Linked DNA regions of Gossypium hirsutum: region 2 is linked to region 1. The links are chromatin contacts, called in public Hi-C maps. All regions are on one chromosome and are shown on one strand. Each heading gives the region's core, a stretch centred on a gene start, on an enhancer-like site or on the middle of the called end of the contact. The rest is flanking DNA. Distances are from core to core; before and after follow the strand shown. Region 1 holds the start of LOC107917732 (probable serine/threonine-protein kinase SIS8). Region 2 holds the start of LOC107917551.

Evidence for each region. A called contact is a pair of places that touch in the nucleus more often than the background predicts.
Region 2: a contact with region 1 is called in a Hi-C map of leaf, with 2.1 times the contacts expected there. The contact joins the promoter of LOC107917551 here to the promoter of LOC107917732 in region 1. A contact is called at or near these places in 5 of 34 Hi-C or Micro-C datasets (anther, hypocotyl and leaf).

The regions. Positions count from the first base shown.
Region 1 is chrA09:48,239,435-48,244,812 of Gossypium_hirsutum_v2.1, forward strand. LOC107917732 (probable serine/threonine-protein kinase SIS8) reads left to right here and starts at 3,050. Exons shown (of 13, transcript XM_041076088.1): 1 at 3,050-4,331. The coding sequence starts at 3,837.
Region 2 is chrA09:48,414,551-48,419,928 of Gossypium_hirsutum_v2.1, forward strand. LOC107917551 reads right to left here and starts at 2,460. Exons shown (of 5, transcript XM_016846879.2): 1 at 2,329-2,460; 2 at 2,107-2,221; 3 at 1,809-2,025; 4 at 816-956; 5 at 221-600. The coding sequence starts at 2,408. The coding sequence ends at 476.

The sequences.
Region 1 (5,378 bases), core at 1,800-4,299:
ATGATACGTAGCTATCTACCTACTTATTCAATATTTTTTGTTGAATAATTTGTATTAATTATAAAATTAATATGATTATCAAATACATTTAAAAAAAATGTCAAAAATTTTCATTTTCAATGAAATGAAAATTTTCAACAATTTATCAAACATGGGCGCCAATGAATTTTTATTTTATTTGATGTAAAAAAAAAAGAAGGTTATGCCTTCGCCATATGAAATATGAAATAGTAAGTAATAATAGCATGACACTTCAAATTTGATATGAATTTTTTTTTATATTTCAAAATATTAAATTATGTATCGAAAGAATAGTACAAGAGAAAGAACATTTCCAATTTTATCTTAGTTGTCGTGGACTTAACTCAGCGTCACAAACTTTTTTTTCGTACCAGAGGTTATTAATAATATTTATGTTATAAAAGAGTACGAAAAATATTTTTTATTTTATTTTTTCAAAAAAAAAGAAAGAAATTTTGGGATTATTGAATTAAATACGAAATGAATATATAAAGCAACGGAGCCATCATTATATTGTTGAACTTTTTCGGAAAAAAAAGGTGGTAATTGAATTATTTAGTGACCTGGATCAGGGGCGAAGTTAGAAAATTTTTTTAGGGGGGCCGAAATTTTAATTTTAATTTTAATAGTCTATCTCTTGTAATTTTTAAAGGATTAAATTAATTTTTTATAATTTTAGGGGGTAAAGTGTAATTTTACCCTTACTAATTTAAAATTTTAAAATTTCGTAAATGGCCAAAACAACAAATTTTCATCTTATGGGGGTTAGGGCCCTGCCAGCCCCCTGGATTCCTCTCTGACCTGGATCTAATAGAAACTCGTAAAAAAACCTTAAGAAACATCATTATATTTGTAAGAAAACTTTGTGATCACATAGATCTTTTTTGTAATTATTCGAATGTATAGATTATAATTGTAATTGAATTTATACTCATAATTATATGGATAATCTCTTAAAAAGAAAATTATTAAACATACAGTTATACATTTTCTATATGACTTTATAAAGAAGATTTTTATAATAACATCTAAACATATTTTTAATAAAAACCTATCTAAAATATTTAATAAAAGTCTCTACGTTTCATGTATTTAAAATTTAGTCTTTTCATTTTTATTTTTAAGAATTTAATCTCTCTACTTTTTAGATTTAAAAATTAATTTTTTAAATTATATATAACCACCTAACATTTTAATTAAAAAATAAATAGAAACTATTTAAACTAATTAAGAACATTATAAAAATATAAAGAGTAAATAATGTTAGAAATTAAAATATAAAATTAAATTTCGATTTTAAACACATTAAAGGGACTAAAATAAAAAAAAAATTAATCATTTTATAAAGCGCAATAAAGAACATGGTGGGTGTGCGCCACGCATCAACAAAAGACTTTGGACTTTCCTTTAATATATATGTATATAGATATTGAAATTAACTAATTTTATATTTAAACTAATTCTTTTATTCGTGCAATACACATATTAATTGTGTATTAATTAAAATATATTAAAGATTTTCAAATTCACCCTTACCATAAGTCTATATTATATTTTAAAAAAATATATTGAATCAATCGAATTTATAAAAAAATAGTATATTTAAAACTATTACATTATACATGCATTCAATTGAGATTAATTAAATATTATTTCTAAAATCCGACTTTGAATATAATAGATTTCAATCAACAATTTTTAGATCGAATTGGTGATCGAATCAGTTAGGTTATTGATTCGTCGATCCGATCAGTTTAATTAAAATTTATATTAAAAAAATCCAATTCAGCTGTCGGTTCAATCGATTTGTATCAATTCTCAATTTAATTGATTTAAAGTTACTTTTTGAACCAATATCTCAATCGGTTCTTGATCCAACCGATCTAACTGACCGATCCAGTCCGATTCAAACAATATTAATTTTAATGTACAATTTTTTTATATATATTGAACTGATTAAATATTTTTAAAATATAAACTTAAGTATGTATATGTGTATGTATTAACTATATAAAATATTTATTTGATAAGTAGAGTTTTTATTTATATCAAATTTCTTTTATAAGGGTTACTAGATGTATTAGATAAATTCTTTCAAAGTACATTTGATTCTAATTTTTATTATTACAAAAGTTTTCATTGTAGTTCACTCAAAAACAAAATATTTAGATAAAATTTGAGTAACAATTGTTGTTAGTCCCTGTACTTGGATAAAATTTAAAATTTAATTTCTATAATTAAGAGGTTAAAAATTAAGTCTTTTTATTTTTAATTTAAAGTTTTTAGTTCAAATCATTAATATTCTTAATACTTTTTTGTCAAAATTTGTCAAGTTGGCATATTGATAAGACTGTTTTCGTATAACATTGAATATGATTGACAACAAATTAAAAATTGTAAAATTGACAAATTTTGACAAAAATTACAAATAACGATAATGATTGGACTACAATTTTTAAATTGAAAAAAATAAGAGGATTGAAATTTTTAGCTTTTAAAGTATAGAGACTAAATTTCAAATTCTAGATAAGTATAGATACTAATTGCACATTTTAACCTTAAAATTTTACAAAAAATGAAAAGCTTTACAAAAGCGGCCGTAATTTGTTATTGCTTTACAGAAGGTGTAATCTTCAAAAAAAGAAAAAGAAAACATTTTTTTTACTTTCCATTGCAGTAAATTTCATGGCAATAGCAGTTAGAACAACTTTTTGGCTTCAAACTTGGTATCGAATAGAAGCTGACAAAACGAAAATCACGTTAAAAATAGGCAGAAGAAACCCAAAACCAAACAATAATAATAAAAAGTAAATGACTTTTTTTAATCCTCTAATTTTATAAAAAAAATTATTTTAACCATTTATTTAGTTTTTTATTTTTTAAAATCCTTAAATAATTATTCACCACAAAGAACAGAAAAAAAGCATCAGCAAGTCATTGAAATGAAGTTCATGGTTAAATATGATTCCATTAACCTCAAATTTCCAACTCATGCCACCACCTTCCAAGTTGTAAGCAGAGTTTGGGGACGACAAGAATATATAGAGAGAGATAGAGATAGAGAGAGAAAGAAAGAAACAAAGAAAGAAAAAGAAAGAATTTTTGCCACCAAAAACTGGAAAACTTTTTTTCCTTTTTCATTTGGGACCTCGAAAATCCTTGTTGGCTGTTGCCTCTATAAATCAAGTGGGTCAGAGTTTGTTGTTGTTTTTCGAGAGGTCCTACAATCCCACTTGTTAGTCCTTTGCTCCTTCTCTCTCTCTCTCTCTCTACCCTCTGTTTAGTGTTTACCTTCACTTGTTGTTTTTAAATATATATATATTTTCCAAACTACTCCCCTTTTCTATGCTTTCTTCTCTACTATCTATATCCGAAAAAGGAAGATCCATTCTTTTTCTTAATCTGGGTATTGGAATTTTTTGTTGTTTTTTATTTAGTTGTTGAAGTTGAAAGAAAGTGTTTACTTCTTTGTATGCTGTTAAACTCTTCTTTTTTTTTTTGGTGGATTTCTTTGTATGAGGAAAGTGGGGGTGTTTTCTTTGAACTGAAGTATCTGGGTCTTTCTGATATTTGACTAACTTTGCTTGGTTGTTTTGTGATTATGGTGGTTTTGGATTTTGGATTTGATGGGTTGATTTTTTGGGAAATCTCGAGAGGTGGAAGGTAATTGGGTTTTTTTAAAAAAAAGGGGGTTCTTAAATTTGTTTCTGGATTAGTTTGAACTTTAGATTTCATGCTTGGTCCAAGACAATGGAGATGTTTATGGCCAGATTTTTATTTCTTTAGCATTGGCTGCTATATCTTAGTGAAATAATATGAAGAACTTCCTCAAGAAACTGCATATGATGTCTAATCAATCGGAAGATGTACAAGGGTCAACTTCATCGAAGAGTAACAAGTCCAGTGATGTATCATCATCTAGTGATAGGCCTTTACAGTCAAGGCCTCATCATAGTCCTGACAACAATAAACCATTATCTGTTCTTTCCAATTGGTTAAATTCAGTTGCTAATAGAAAAAGTCCCAGTCCACCATCTTCTTCAAATGTGAAGAGGGAGGAAACTATGGACCCTGCTGATTTAGCTACTACTAGTGCTTTAGAGGCTGCTTTGGATGCAGTAAGGCGTGATTCAGGGTCTAGTAACTCAAGGGATCCTGATGTAGAAGAGGAATATCAGATACAACTGGCTTTGGAGTTGAGTGCCAGAGAGGATCCTGAGGCAGCTCAGATTGAAGCTGTTAAGCAAATTAGTTTAGGCTCTTGTGCTCCAGAGAATACCCCAGCTGAAGTTATTGCATATAGATATTGGGTATGTTTCCCTCTTCATTCCTTTCTTTAATCTAATTATCTCGGTTGAGTTTAAGCAATTTATCCAAGTATATACTATAGGTTTAGCTTTAGCCAACTGTTTTGCATTGCATGAAATGTATATTATCTTTTCTCCTTAATTTATTTATATTTCTTTTCTGTTTCATCTTGAACTGCATGTAAACTTTATTTCGTAAATTGGAAAAGTTTGGCATATAAATTTCTGGCATGACGGTAATTTATGCTTTAAGGGGAGAAATACTTTCAAAACCAAATTCAATAATGTTCTGAGGAGGGGTCTCCCTTGCGCTTGTGGTGATTGTGAGTCGTGATCCTTTTCATTTTTTCATTCCACTAAGAAATATGATTTAAATAGCATCATCAAAGCTTAAGCAAAGTTTCCAAATTCCCTATTAGTGCCGCTTTACATTTATCATCTTCCCAATAGAAGGCAGTATTGTGGTTCAAGTCACTGGTGACAACCTTTTGCTAGAGTTGGTAAAATGTTGAGAAGGCTTATCATTGAAACTAGGTATATGCTGGCAAAAGTCTAGGGACATCTAGTTTCATAATCTTCGATTTTGATGGCTTTTTTTTAGGAATTAGTATGAGGGTTTTTCATTTTGGCTAGTTGTTTATTTCTTGTCTGTTGGTTAATCTTATTGGACTTGAATTTATCCCATTTAGATCTAGCCTCAAGGTTTATTTAAATCATCGTCTGACATTCTGTTCTTTTAAGTGTTAAGTCCATAATCCATTTATTTCTTATCATCAGCTAACATAGTCAGAAACTGAAATTGGTCTTTTAGATAAAGCTCTTTTGTAAGTTTATCATTGCTGCTTCTTAGTTGAATGGACATACTAAATTATATTTGTAAGCTCATGGATCCTTTCAATCCATTGTGAAAAGCATATGTTTTGAGACTTTCACTGTAATAGTCTGGTTTATGTTTTACACTGAACTCATGAACTTTGCTTATTTTGTTATTCTTCCAAGAAATTAAATGTGCAAGTCGAGCAATTAGAGGGTTGAATAAAATCTCGGTCT
Region 2 (5,378 bases), core at 1,210-3,709, 170 kb after region 1:
TCTGCTTTGTAAAATTTAGAATCTGGTTGTTGAAGTGTTGAATCGATCACATCATCAGCTTTCAGTTTGACCAACTTGTTCTAGTCAATTGAATAAATTATTAAAAGAATAAAATAGAAAAAGTTGAATTCATTGATCCAATCTGTTATTTCACATTAATACTCCGACTAATTCCCAATCTAGTCTGGTTTTGAAAACAGGGCATAATAGGCACCTCACATGCTTAAATCTCTACATGTATATCATAATTGATCATCAAAGTTTTTCAATATGAGATAGAAGAGTTGCAACAACTATTTGCACCATAGAAGAAAAACTCCAATCCGTATTTCTACATCTAGATCAGTTATACATATTGACAGAAAACAGGAATAAAGATTCCATTCATAATAACCAAAATTAGAAACTTTGATGAACATATATCATAGCAGTTAGCATGAGTTAAGTTTAGAACTTACTGCAACAAGGACTAGTATCAATGCCAGTCTACTATTCCACCAAAGGTTGTGGAGCCAACCCCTTCCCATACTTCGCCATAGCCAACTTCCTCGCTGTCCACGCCTTCCATGTCACAGTCCCACCACCCACTACCATTTGCATCTGCCACCATGGTAACAAAACATTCAAATTTCTTACTTTTACTATCAAACAACAACCAAAGCTTACGCCTTTTTCATCATTTTGAAGTATTTTCACCGTTTTCTTTTTCTTTTTTTCAAATTCTGTTAGGCATAAATTAAGTCCGAATAGTATAGGTATAAGAGATGACTAACTGAACAGAAATTTGAGAAATTAGAGCATTAACTATTACTTACAGTGATTATAATGGGGCTTTGGTTTCTTGTTGCTTGTAGAACACTCCTTTCTTCCACTTTTCTTTATGTTTTGTGGATCATCATCACCTTCCTCTCCCAGGACTAGAAAAGACTTCCGTGTTCTTCTTTGTTCATCTACTCCTGATAATCCACACAAAGTCAACCAAAATTTTATAACTCCTTATGTAAATCAAATTCCAAACAGTTAACAGTTATGTCAAATTCATCAAATTTCCTATATGGCAATAAGAGATGTTGCAAGCAGGGTGTAACTGAGTGGTGCTGAGCTCTAGCTATAAGAAGTGGAGCTCAAATTTGACTCAGAATTCGAGGCTCAGATACTTTATTCCAACTCCTCAAAATTCAAACTTGATTTGGGATAAATTTGAACTAGTTATTTATTTAATAAATAAGGAGCTAGATTCTCGTACTTGACTTTAAGTTCAAGTATTTGTGCTTCAACTCGAATTTGATATAAAACTTTCAAAAAATAATTTCGAAGCTACTCAAATCAAGTATCAAAATACTCATTCAGTTGCTCAAACTACTCAATCTTGAGTCAGTAGAATTAGAAAAAATTTCAAGTTGGAAATTGAATAACTTGCAAACATACTTACAACCAAACTGAAAACAGAAATCTATGAAGGTTGATAACTCATCATCACATATTTCCACTTGATTCGAACTCTTTATTTTCCTTAAAATATTTTGTCCAACATTTTTATTAAACACATATTCAAACGTTCATATACATATGAAAAACTTCAAAGAAATGAATCATACTCAAGTGAAAACACATGTAGATATCTAACACCAACCTTCGAGTCTAAATGATAAAATTAACACATCATTTTTAAGTGACATCTGAAGCTAATTAACACATCTTTTTTTATTACTTGCAACCTATTCTTTGCAAATGTAAAGCATAGTTTTTCATATTAAGGTTTCTCGCTAAAAAAAACAAGAAAAAGTAGAACACACAGCATTGAATACCTTCAAACGGATTCCGTCTTTTTCTTGAATTTTCTTCTTCGCCAACAACGCTTGAACTTAATACAGTATCTATTTTCTCAGAGTTATCTTGCTTGAACTGCTCAAAAACAACTTTATTAAGACCATCAATTTTCTCTTCTTTCTTCCTTTCGTTCTGCTTGTCAATAGATTTCCCTTCATTTGAAGATAATAGCGATGAAAAAGGCCTTGATTTCTCCTACCAAAATTTGGGGTATTGTTATAAAATTCAAAAGAAACAAAAACCATTTTCTGGGTAACTAAAATGGTGAAAAAATACCTGAACAGTTTTGGGAATACCAGAATTTCTGGGTAGCTTTTGATTTAGAAAATCTGATAATGATATAAGCTTCTTCGAATCTTTGCAACGCAAATCTTTCTGTACTTCCTTGGAACTAAATTCGTAAACAATTTTTTACCCCCCAAAACAAACAGAAAATTAGAATGGAACTCTAAAAACGAAAGAGAGAAGAGAGATAGGATTGATTCGAGTTTTGCTTACGAATGGGTACGACGTGAGAGAAACGATGAAGCAATAGAATACTGTCCAAAACCCCTAGTCGGAGTTTGCTTTGAATTCATTCTTCTTTTTCCCCTACTATTGTGCTTCAATTTTTTATTTTTATTTAATTTGATCTGTATGTTTTTTCGATTTTCTCTTTCTGGGTTTTGGCGCCAAATGTTTTTGAAATTTTCAAGTTGTTTCTGCACTCGCGGTAAAAACACTAGTAGAAGGAGTTAGAAATAATAACCACTGTTTCAACAAAGTTTACTATTCAACCTAATTAAATCCAATTATTTAATTAAAATATGCTGTTTTTAGGATGTTCAGAATTAACCGATCGAATCATTCTAATTCGGTTAATCAATTTAATTTGGTCGGAAGTCAATTAACATTTTTTAGAATTTTACTTAACGGTTAATTCCGTTTGAAATTGAATAATTAATCAAATTAACCGAACTTAATAATATTAGGCTATTACTAATTTGGTTAACTGAAATATTTCGTTCGATTAATTTTTTAAAAAATTTTGGTTTAATTAACAATTAAAGAATTAAAAAATTTTATTAATACTAATTCAGTTCAGTTAATCATTTGAACACCCCTAACTGTCCTTATACTTTTATTACAATTTTAAAACATTAAAAAAATATTTAAAAATTATAATTTAATCATTTAATACTTTCTGTTAAATTTTACTTACTGACGCCGGAATTTGTCGAATGCCCCCCATGTTAAATAACCAAAAATTAAAAAAGTTTTAGTAGCTTTGGAAAAAAAATAATGCTCTCAACTTTGCAAAATTCCGATAACAATGGGTAGGGAGTCGCTCACCCCGACAATGATCGAAATACCAAAAAAGTAAGGTTTAAAGTGAACAGTGTTGAGGAAGACACTTCTATGGCTGTGGATCACGAACCACAACCAAGTATGACATGGAAAGAAAAATTGTTGGGGGGCCATGGTGCTGCTTCTGAATCTGTTCGTGATGGGCCTTCTGCAGATAATGAGAATGAATTCGAACTACTTGAAGGGGACGTCAATATGTCAATCATTGATGGGATTCCTGCTATCGATTTTTTGGATCGTGTAAAGGAAATCTTCTTCAAAGAAATGGAGTTGACTATCATTGTTAAGCTTCTAGGACGAAATATCGGTTACAACGCACTTTATAATTGAATCATTTTCCTTTGGAATCCTGCAAATTCTATTAAGATAATGTATATTGCTAATGGATATTTTTTGGTGAAATTTCAGGATCCTAATGACTATAACAGAATTTTATCTCAGGGTCCGTGGACAGTTTATGGTCAGTATCTGACCGTACAACCATGGACTAAACATTTCAGCCCCTTGCAACCTTACCCGAGTGTTGTGATAGCGTGGATACGATTGCCTAATCTCCTGGGATATCTTTATAAACGGAAGATCATCGAAGCCATCGGGGGCCTCATTGGGAAGGTGGTTAAACTGGATGTGCAGACTGACAATCAGATGAGGGGTCGGTTTGCTAGGTTAGCTGTGTATCTTAATCTTAATAGACCTTTGGTTTCGCAGGTCCTTGTTGACAGAATTGCTCAATGTGTTGAATACGAAGCCCTCCTGACCGTGTGCTTCGCTTGTGGTAAGTATGGTCACGTAAAGGAGATGTGTAATTCGGCTGTGTCAAGCCAAAACCTCACGGGACTAGCGAACAAGACAGACAAACCTCATGCCGATCTAACGACCGTGGCGGAGTACTCTACTTCGGTGGACAGCATAGATGGGGAAAAATCAATTTCTGTTAACAGAGAGAAGGGCCCAGAATTTAGGCTGTGGATGTTGGAAGAGAATAAGGCTTCACGGCGAGGAAAGAGAGATTCCACGACGGCGATTTCAGTGAGGCAAGCTAAATACCCATCTGGGTCTAGATTCGCGACGCTATTAGTGGGAGAAGACTCAATCACGAAATCTGGGCAGTATTTGATCATGGAATTGAGACAGGATTCAAACATTAAATCTGGACAGTCAGCTGAAGGATTTTTAGGGATTTCTTTAAATGGTGTTTCAGCTGCAAATTTAAAGAAATTAGACTCCAATGGCATTAAAGAAGTCAATAATTATTTTATGGCTACAGGCCAAAGGAAAAGCAAGAGTTTGAGTCTTTCTAAATAACCCGATTTGAAGGAATTATTGGGAAATAATGTGAATAACATTATGGGCCAAAAATCCAAAGTTTCTTTGGACAAAAATTTAGGAAAAAGGCCTATGGGGTCAGAGGGTGACGTGGGTAAAAATGGGGCAACTTTTGATAATTTCTCTAATCCTAACTTATGCACTTCTGAAATTGCAGGTTCAAAACAGCAGAATTTATTTAAAAATGTTTCTGTAGGAGATGCTATTAACCAGAACAAGTTGGACGCTAAAATGCAGGAGAACAATGAAGCTGGAGTTTTGGAAAAAATTAAATCACATTACAACCTTGTTTTTTATGAATCTGAGGGTTTTATAGTACCTAAATCGGAAAACACTCTCGATCCAGGTAAGCACTCTACTGTTAGTTTCAATAAAAATATTAATTCTATGCAGCAGGATAATTCAGAAACAAAGTCTATGGAATTTCTGGAATTGGGTCAGAATTCAAAGCCTAATGGTCCCAAAAAGAGAAGAAATAGTGGCAGAGAAAGTGGTAGTCAAAATACTAAAAAGACTTATTTCGCCCTACGAGATAGAGGGAATTGTTTTAAATCTTCTAGAAACACGCATGTTCCTCTAGCTGAGTCTATGGTGGCAATGGCGGAGCTTTTATCTCCTCAAGTTCTAGGCGTGAATTCGAATATCGAGGTTGATGGTGCAAACTCAAAATCAGATTGCAACATCGATCCTGAAAATCAAGTATGATACCCTTTTTATTAATTTTTTTAAAAATGAATATCACTATCTTTTAATGAAATTGTCAGGGTTGTGCAAACATTAAATTCCCTAGAATTTTTTGGGAATATAACACGAAGTATAAACCAGATATTGTTAGCTTGCTCGAACCGAGAGTTAGTGTTACAAGGCTGACAACA